Linked DNA regions of Zea mays: all the other regions are linked to region 1. Evidence: chromatin contacts called from public Hi-C data. All regions are on one chromosome and are shown on one strand. The core of a region is the stretch at or near the end of the contact, and the rest is flanking DNA. Distances in the headings are between cores, read along the strand shown.

Region 1 (3,270 bases), core at 337-2,836:
GGGCCAGCCCGTTAGCCCGTCGATCCATTTAATTAAACCAGCGTAAAATGTTAAAAAACAGTGCAGGAGGTGGGGTTCGAACACATGCCCTGATGGAATAAGGGTGTGAGACACTGGGTGAAACTGTCTAACTAGTAGAACATCACGCTAAGATGTTTTTAATATTGAATATAAATTGTATATAGGTATATACGTTTTTTTGTAAAATAAAAAATAATCGTGTCGGGTCGGGCCAGTACTACGGGTCGAGGCTACAGCCCAAGCACGACACGTCGTTCTTTGCTCTTGCAAGCATTAGGTCGTTTCTGAGACCACATTGGCGCAATGGACTACATGGTTTTTGAGGTTGCTGAATTGGATGGAGCAACAATGATTTGTCACACTAACAACAAAATGAAAGGTTATTTGTTGGTTTTAAACGTTAGTAATTGCTACGAAGTAGCGTAATTTATATAGAGCGCATCCCGTTTTTATTGATGCCTGACTTTAGCAATCACTCCATATTTTGATATATCTTTTTTATAAGTTTGACTTCATGGGACTTATTTTATAAACTTGATCTCACAAACTCTCTTATTTGGTCTCTGTATGATGGAATTATGTCATTTTATAATCTCTATTCATTCAGTCAATCGTTGTGAACTCTCTTCTAATCGATAAATTCATTGGTCGTGTTGTACCAAGACATATTTGCATGGAGTAAACAATAATATCAGTTAGCCAAATCAAAAAATATATTATACAGAGAGCGGAGACAATCAATAAAAATTCTTGAAATTTTTTTGATGGATAGTTTACGTGGATATTGTTGTAAGCCGTCGCAATGCACAGGCAACCGACTAGTTATTGTATTATTTGCAAGCTCAACACCATAACATGTGACGCCGAGCTAGACGTCAACATGGCATGACGTCACCGGCGGGGGAGGCTCGGGCGCTAGAGTGAGCAGAGGGAGATGAGAAGTAAACAGCTTGTTCGCTGCGGCTTGCTGCGGCTGCAATCCGGCTGCGGCTGCGGCTTCTACAGTATTTTTCTCTCTATGGATTGCAGCTGCAGCAATCCAAACAGCTGCAACAGTGTCGGCTTGTAGCCAGCCGAACACGCCCAAAGGCACGCGTTTAGGCCACGGGGCAAAGTAAAGTAGCTAATTTTTGTCGAACAATCAATAAGAATTAATTTATTTATAAAGGTTAGATCGTGACAAATGAAAATTGTTTAATTTTTATATAGTATACGAGAAGTCCATAAAAATTCTAGTTTTAGTGTTTGGTACGCAACAACCGACGTTTTCGCATAGCTCAGCTTGAAATATACTAGCCATGCTGCAGCGCACACCTAATTACAGTCACTCCAGCTAATTCTTGTTTATTGCTAATCATAGCACATGCATCTGGAGTTTTATATGTATTCATTCACATGACAGAAGCTCCTTCTGCCATGTTTAGCCTGACGCCACGCCAACCGATACCAGCATCACATCAGTGATTAATAAACTTGTTTATTATTTGATTTGACTTTTGAGTGCACCTGTCATTAGCATTAGATTATTGCTGATGCTCCTCTATTATTGAGTGCAAACGGATCGCAACGAGATGCAACCAAATCCCCGTCCACTCCACCAGCTCTGCAATCCGACAAGAGATTTGCCAATTATTTCTCCTAGAAAAACCGATCGCATCAGTCCCCATCCTCTTCGCCGTGGGGTCGGCAGGCAGGGCAAGGCTAGGCAGCGCCTCTCCGCGTGTGGTCCGTGTGCGAGGGTCCGCTCCTCCTCCCCTCCGTGCACCCGGAGGGCAGCGGCGTCTCTTCTTCCTGGTCGAATCTCCCCGCGGCTGTGAATAGGAGGAGGTCGACGACGCCATAGCAAAAAACAAATCCTTGGAATGCTTTCGGAGGGTCGGGGATTCGTCGCCGGCTGCCTGCACTGATGCTTGGAGCGCGCGAATCTGCTCAAGTTTTGATCTTGGCGTGCTCTTGAGTCTGGAATCCGGGCATTCATTGGGGCTTTGTTCTCAGTTTGCAAGGTCAGCAACAGATTCTCTCTTCCATTGTTGGTAGATACTGCGGAAATGGAACCAGAATTTGATCATTCCCTGTTTCCTTTCTATTTTGTTTGTCATGAGAACCTGAAATTATGCATGCTTGTTTTATTTGATCACCTTTTTTCCCCCTCCCGCCGCACTGTCCCACATCATCCGGAAGTAGTGGAAATCAACTTTGTTCTTTGGATGGCTTTATGTTCATCTGCTGTGGATGTTTGTCGTTAGAACAACTATGTGTTAATCTCAGATATCCTGAATTCTGGTTGTTACCTCACAAGCTAATGGAAGTTTGATACCGAAACAGATTGCCATCTTATCCCTTCTGTTGCTGCTCAAGATTGTTATCACCATCTAATAGACTGATATGTTTTTGATGCCTGCAGGCTGCAAGGCCGTGCTAGTTTGAACCCATGGAGACTACTAGCACAACAAATGAACAGACTGATAGGGGGGCGATGTGGGAGTTGGAAAGGAATCTCGATCAGCCCATGGATGCAGAGGCCGGCAGATTGAGAAATATGTACAGGGAAAAGGTCCTTTTCATTTCACAACTTCTATTCTAAAATATTTGGATCATCCCTCATCTCTCCCCCCTCCTCCCCGCCACCCCCAGTCTCCCCTCGCGACCCTAACGCCCCCGCCTCCTCCCCTCACTCGCGTCGCCGCCGCGTCGGCCCCTCCCCGGGATCGTAGCGTTAGCACGGGTTATATGCTAGTGGATTATTAGTGTCTGTGTAATGAGTGGTCAGTAGTTTTGCCCTCTTCTTATTGCCCCTTTTGCATTTGCAGTCCTACCCTACACTTGTGCTGTTACAACTTGCTTTCCAAAGCCTTGGTGTGGTGTTTGGGGATTTAGGCACATCACCTTTATATGTCTTCTCCAACATTTTCCCTCATGAAATTGAAGACACGGAACAAATTATTGGAGCACTCTCGCTTGTTATTTACTCCCTTACCCTGATTCCACTTGTTAAGTACGTGTTCATTGTCTTGAGGGCAAATGATAATGGCCAAGGTATGTCTTGCGTTCTTGCTTCTTTGAAATTTCTGCCTTCAGTTATGAAAGAATATGATTTTTCTAGTTTGTTGAGAGGATGCAGTAAAACCAAACTATATTGTGTTCTATAGTCATTTTTTGAGACTGTGTTCTACAATCATTTTGAGATTGCAATACAAAGATGCTTTGTGCTATATAGTTAGGATCCACGTTTTTAAGTCATTGAGGCGT
Region 2 (3,270 bases), core at 244-2,743, 340 kb before region 1:
CTCAAACTTTGACATGATCCCAGGATCCGCAGGGTTTATACTTGTGCATCGAATATAAAGGATGAAAACTGCAAGTGCCTGAATGTAATGTAGGGAGGAGAAACAACTCATGTTAGCAGATTTTTTTTAATAAGATGGAAATTGGAGAAAATTTTAATGTGAGGGAACTTACCACAGGAGTATAAACGCCAATGGCAATATACTCGAGTACTTGCTTTCCCAAAAACGGAGCAAAGAAGACATAAAACGCAACCAGCAGAAGGAAGAAAACTGTAATTGCAACGATCTGTCAAAATGAGATGATGAGTTAGTTGCCAATCTTTCCAAATCAAATGTTTCATTTCAACTAGTTTGGAGCTATTTAAGCCAGAGTATGGACTATGAACCAGAAAAGTACGTTGCAAAAAAACACAACATCTATCACACATGGGTGTAATTTTCAATTCCACAGATAACAAGGAATTAAAAGTAAGTATGCATATCTGATCATCTAGGCACTATGTAGAGAACATCATAAAAAAAGGGCAGACCCAATGCCAGAGGCTCCAACATGAGTGGGGTCTGGGGAAATCACAGGTAAATTAGAATCACACAAATTTAACTTCATAGTAAACTTCCCATGGAGAGCATGAAGCCCAGATGATTTTATGTACAGGCAGAAGATACAAGAAAACTGTAAACAAATATAACATTTGTCACATGAACAACAGTCATTTCTTTGAATTAGAAGTCATACTCTGTTGTCTGTTCATCGTTAAATTTATAATTGTGCAAGGGCATTTCACACTATTCTCGGTGTTAATCTATAGTACCAGTGGAGCTGCCTAGTGGAGTAGTGGTGAAGTTAGAGAAGAGGTTACATTTTCTGTGTGCGTTTCATGGACAAGTTAGCAGATGAAAAGCCATTGTGCATCAAGACATATGATCATGTTCTGTTGTTAGATAGAGAAAGAAAATAGTCCCAGTGGGCAGTGGTGAGCTACCATAGAATTGAAAATCCCGACATCACGACAGTTTTAGTACAATTTGCACGAATCGCCGCCACACTGCAAGAATCGCATACCAACCCAATTCGCGAAGTATTTACATCAGTCATTTCTTTCGACTAAGGAGCCACATTGAAAAATAGATTCAAAAAAGCCCAACTACTAGCCCGAGGCCTCTCAGCAGATCTTCAAAATAAGCACGGAGGACTTCGAATTTCTCGCGCCACGACGGCGCGGGGACGGAATTCTACAGCGGATTCTGCCAGTTACTAAACATGTCTGCGCTGATTACACCGAAGCAGAGCAGCGATCCAGAAACTGGAGAAGAGGTGGGGCGAAGAGGAAGCATCAGTGAGTGCACCTGCAGGGTGTGGGCTGGGAGCTGCCAGCCGTGCTTCCGCGCCATGGCTCCCCGCCTCCCCTCGGAGCCCCTCCAGACACCGAAGCCGCCGCGCAGATGAACACCTCCCTCCCTCCCTTCCTCCAGGCCGGCAGGCGGCAGCAAAAGGAGACAGAGGACAGGACGGCAGGCTTTCCTTTCCAGCGCCGCCGGGTTGGTACCCGCTAGCTGCGGTAGTTCAGAAGCAGCATTAATTATTATTATTATTATTATTACTAGGTGAATGCTCGTGCGTTGCAACGGAAACATTTAATAACACGATAACTTATGTATAAATGTGTGTTATAGCGTTATGAGAAAATGTTTTGTAATCCATTTGTGATCTTAACCATACATAATTTTTGTTATTTTAATCAATTGAAAGATTCATTACTTGAACGTATAAGGAACTGATAGAGATCGAATTTGTTTCAACAATTATGTCGAATTGAACCTTAATACCATCATACTTAATTAAGATATAGTTAAAATCAAGGGGATTCCAATCAACACAAGTAAAGTATCTCAGGTCAATTTGACAAAATAAATAGCTCCATGTGATTGCAATGGTCTCATTAAAAACCAACAGCCCATCACCTCTTTGAGTGAAGTTATATTATTACAAAAGAAGTCATATTGCATTCATGGACTCAATTTTGGTCAAAACATAGTTTATCCAATTAGATATAGAACAAGAGAACTATCACCTTAACAGGTGGGGCAATGCCAGTTCGAGCATCCCACAGAATAAGACAAGCATCATCACCCACATTACAAAACTCCTGCTCACTTCATCCCCAAATAAAAAACAATATAAGGTATTAATATAAATAAATAAAGCTAATCTCACTGCCATGAATAATCCCAATTGGAGGAAAAGCTCAGGCAGACACCACCACGGCGGCACTCGTTCAACATGTCAAGGTAGAACTGGCACTTGCTGATCTCACTGCCATAGTCGTTGAGACACTGCATCAACCAATAAAAACGGTGAGCACACATCATCGAATGAGTATACAAAATGCAGGTTAACAATTCTTAACATGACCTCAACAAAGCCAACAGTACGGTGCCCATAATATTAAAACTTGATTGATGGGCCTAGGTTTGATGATTAGGTAATTTGCAGGTTCAGTAAAGGAAAAAAAGACACAATAAAACTTCACTACTACATCATAGAAGTGAGTAACCAAATGTTTCATGCATCAAATTGAGGAAAAACAAGGCAGCATAAAGCTTGCCATACATCTTGGAAAGCATTAGAATGGATGTTGCAAGCATCACCGTCCATCACTGGAGCAGCAGGGGCAGCAGCTTCTGAGACAACAATCTCATGCTGAACAGTCTAGGGACGCATTACACCATTAACAACCCTGTGTGCCATGGCACTACCCGTACCAAATTCCATACCTAAAACAATGTGTTCATTCAAATCAATTCAAGGATTATGATAATGTTTGTTGCTGAAGTAATTCAAAAAAGAACAAGCTTAGAAAACTACCTTGAGCAATGGTGGACCCAATTCCTCCAAGAATGGAGCAACCACCACCATCACGACCAGGAGCTGGAGGAGGAGCCTAGCGCGCTGCCAAAAAGAAAAGTCGGAAGACACTTAGGAACAGAAATAGAACAGATTAAAACTCCTATATAAACACAATGAGCTGTAATACTAATACTAATATGAGCTAAACATAAACGATTCTGATTCCAAAGCAATCAAGATTCCAAAACAATGAGCTCTGTAATACTAATACTATACTTGTACCACAAACCCATGTGTAAGCATTAGGAACAGAACTGAAACAGGTTCCAGTTCTACCAAAAAACAAGGAACTGTAATTCTCTATATAAACCGAAATGCCATTGACTCTGCTTCAAACACAATCAACAGCTTCAGACTTGTAC
Region 3 (3,270 bases), core at 475-2,974, 300 kb after region 1:
TGTACCGAGGGGGCTCGATGATCTGCTGCCTGATGTAGATTGGACGAATGTTGATGCCCACTACCTGCAGCACATCCTGGAGCATGGTGAGAAAGTAGTCTGGTTTATAAATTGATGTATGAAGCTCAGAAGCGGGCTCCATCACACCAAGTCTATCTCCCTGATCATTTTTTGGAAAGCGCATGAGAGCTGTGATTCATTGATCAGAGAGAGCAAAAGGATGCCCCAAACAACCCAGGGGCCAAGTATGAGAGGGGGAACAAACACTATCACACCCGGATTTAAGGACAAATCCAGGCACGTCTCAAATGTGTGCTAGAATCAAGTCTAACACATATGATGACTCATGGTACAAAAATCAATGTCACATCTTTGTTATATAATAGGATTATGTACAAAAATAGCTAAGTAAAATACATCATACGATGACAACGATCCTCCTCAACTATAGTTGACTGGGAGACGATAGCCTAGACCTCTTCGAACTCATCGTAGCATCCTTCTTGCACATCATCTTGCGATACCTGTTATTGAACAAGTGTGATTATATCAAGGGTGATCTCACATATGTTTATCGCTCAGCAAGTTCGGGGAATAATGTGCATGAGCTAACTTACGGTGGGGCTCATGTGAAGTGTAAGGCTTACTAAGAAGAATGGTTAAGACTGAGCATTGCTTTTAATAATTTGGTCAAAATTTTATTAGCAGTTAGTAAGTGTAAGTAAATACCATTCCAATGAAATAAGAGACCACAATTAATAATTCACACAATGCAATGCAATAAATGACAGGTTAAGTTTAGTTCCATAAATTAATCATGCGAGAGTTCTGAGTCTCTCTTGACCGTAAGCATAGTTGATATACCAGTTTTACACTCTACAGAGGTTGTACCCTTTACGCACAAGTTGTATATCCCATCAAGTCATGGTTTGCAAGGCCCTTATACACTCTCGAGGTGAATGGCTAGGGATCCACTACGAGGCCTTTATAAAGTTCCACTAGCTTTAGGAAACCCGCTACGGTTTCTACGAGAAGGGGGCTGATATAGGAATCCATCATCCAAAAAGCTATCGCAACATGATCGACCCAAGAACCTCAGTCCCTATATCGTGTAACACCCTAAAAAAAATCCTATTTTGGCATTTAAGAAAATCCTCTAAAGATTTAAAATCTAAAAGAGACCTTAATAAGGATTTCCTCACCTTTTAGATTATTCTCCTAAGACAAACTAATGGGAAATTTAGATTTTGAATTCTAAAACTAGAATTGAATTTAAGTAAACAAATATATATATATATATATATATATTATCCTTTATTGAGTAAAAGTGTTTATTAGATAAAACTATTAGTAATGAATTACATATAGAGTTAGAAGCATTTATGTGCATGAGCAAGACAATAAATAAATTAAAATAAAACCTTTGCGTTCATGCTGAGTTTTATAATCTTGAAATCTGAACACTGAATGAAATTTGAACTTGAACTAGAATTTGAAAACTGAAATTTGGAAAGGAAAATCAAAATAGAAATAGGAAATAAGAAAGGAAAAAGAGAATATCTATCACTACCTGGGTCAAATCCCTCACTTGGCTAGGCCCAGTAACCTTTTTCCACCGACCCGGCCCAGGAAACCCATGCGCGCCAGCCAAATCCGAGCGCCGACGGGCGGACCCCATATGTCAGCCTCACTCCGCGCCCACGGGTTCACCTATCACTGACGTCGTTGGTCCGCCCCAGTCTCTGTGTGTAGCCGTCGCTGGTGTCACCGATCTGTGGGCCCCTTCCATCAGCATGCCTCTTCCACCTCAATTCTGTTATGGCTGTGTTGTGGCCGCCGAGGATCCTGGCGGGGTGCGCGCCATGCACCCAGGGTCGACCCTCTCTGCCCGAAACCCCCCACCCTACCACCTCGGGCTATAAAGCCACGAACCCTCATGCATGCATCGAGCGCTGATCTGGCGGGGGATGGGAGAAAAGGCCCAGGGGCCGCCATTGCCACCTCGTCGCCGTGAGCGGAGTGACGTGTGTGCGCCGCCGTGCCAGGGTTCCGTCCACACCGCGCCTCGACCTGCAATAGATGGACAAGGAGAACTACCAAGACACGAGTAGCACTGGTCCACCATTTTCAAACACGGTGGGGCAATCGGGGAACAGGAATTCGTCGCTGGACCCGGCACCGTCGCGGTACCATGCTTCATCGTGGGCCGAATTCCCCACTACACCATAGCAGGTGAGAAGTACTCCTCTAGGTCTGCCTAGACCTCCACCATGTTCTGCACTAGACCGCGCAAATGATTGGGCTTGAGAGGGTTGAATGGTGGGTCATCGGACGACACCGGCCGCTGGTGCATGCCGTCGCCATTGGGTAAGATCGAATGGGAGGAAGAAGGTCCTTCGTCCGTCCGATCCGGAGTGTGTGGATTAGATTAGATCGGGTATAGCCTCTTCATCCAACTAAATGTACACCGTCTGGTTCTGTCTGAATGGGGGAGATTCGGGGCCTGTTTGGTTTGATGACTAACTTGCCACACTTTGCCACACTTTTTTGCCTAAGGTTAGTTCTTCAATTCGAACGACTAACCTTAGGCAAAGTGTGGCACGTTTAGCCACAAACCAAACAGCCCCTCGATCTCCATATACCTGTTCAACCATTGTATCAGGGCCATTGAATTCGATCCAACGGTCCCAATTCGCCGATACCCTTTTTGCTGGACGATTTTCTAAAAGAGCCCCTGGACTTTTGCTGAACTAACCCGCAGTCCAGAACGTTGATAAGATCATTCCACAGAGGTCCTGGAATTTACGAATTAAATCCCAAGCTCTCTGGTTTTTGTGTCCACAGTCCATAGGATACCAGGAATTAATTAAGTACTATTTAAATGTTTTCTACTAGGAAAATATTTCTAGAAACTTGTTTAAATCATAAATAATCTATTTTAACTCCTTTTTTTATCCCTTCCTGTTGCATTAGTCTCATATTAATATTATTTATCATCTAGTAACCTTGTATTACTATGAAACCTATGGTTGAAATCTTGTACCTCATTTGTTTTATAGTAGACACTTAAACCTTCATAAAATCATAACTTTATAATCGTTAGTCCGAATTTAGTGGTTCCCAAACCTGCGATCTCGTTACGATGCATAGATCATTATTATTCAATGTGTTCTCATGATTGGTGTGATGTTAATTTTGCTTAAACCATGTTTGTTTGTATTGCTATGAATAGCGGTGAGGTTACGAGAATCTGAAGACCAACTTGATACC

The links. A called contact is a pair of places that touch in the nucleus more often than the background predicts.
Region 2: a contact with region 1 is called in a Hi-C map of tassel, with 3 times the contacts expected there. The contact joins the promoter of LOC100383184 here to the promoter of LOC100191398 in region 1. A contact is called at or near these places in 4 of 25 Hi-C or Micro-C datasets (ear, endosperm, leaf and 1 more).
Region 3: a contact with region 1 is called in a Hi-C map of tassel, with 2.8 times the contacts expected there. The contact joins the enhancer-like site here to the promoter of LOC100191398 in region 1. A contact is called at or near these places in 6 of 25 Hi-C or Micro-C datasets (bundle sheath, ear, endosperm and 2 more).

Annotation. Positions count from the first base shown.
Region 1 is chr7:46,666,760-46,670,029 of Zm-B73-REFERENCE-NAM-5.0, reverse strand. LOC100191398 (high-affinity potassium transporter) reads left to right here and starts at 1,586. Exons shown (of 10, transcript NM_001358446.1): 1 at 1,586-2,024; 2 at 2,426-2,575; 3 at 2,832-3,057. The coding sequence starts at 2,453.
Region 2 is chr7:47,002,978-47,006,247 of Zm-B73-REFERENCE-NAM-5.0, reverse strand. LOC100383184 reads right to left here and starts at 1,493. Exons shown (of 9, transcript NM_001353407.1): 1 at 1,348-1,493; 2 at 173-286; 3 at 1-78. The coding sequence starts at 1,392. It also overlaps the pseudogene LOC103633855.
Region 3 is chr7:46,363,310-46,366,579 of Zm-B73-REFERENCE-NAM-5.0, reverse strand. No RefSeq gene overlaps it. Among protein-coding and RNA genes, the nearest start is that of LOC103629103, 44 kb to the right of the region's middle. Within about 2 kb of position 1,724, at least 16 of the 20 cell types and tissues checked have an H3K27ac peak or open chromatin away from gene starts, as enhancers often do. A contact at or near this core is called in bundle sheath, ear, leaf and 1 more, where this site is marked.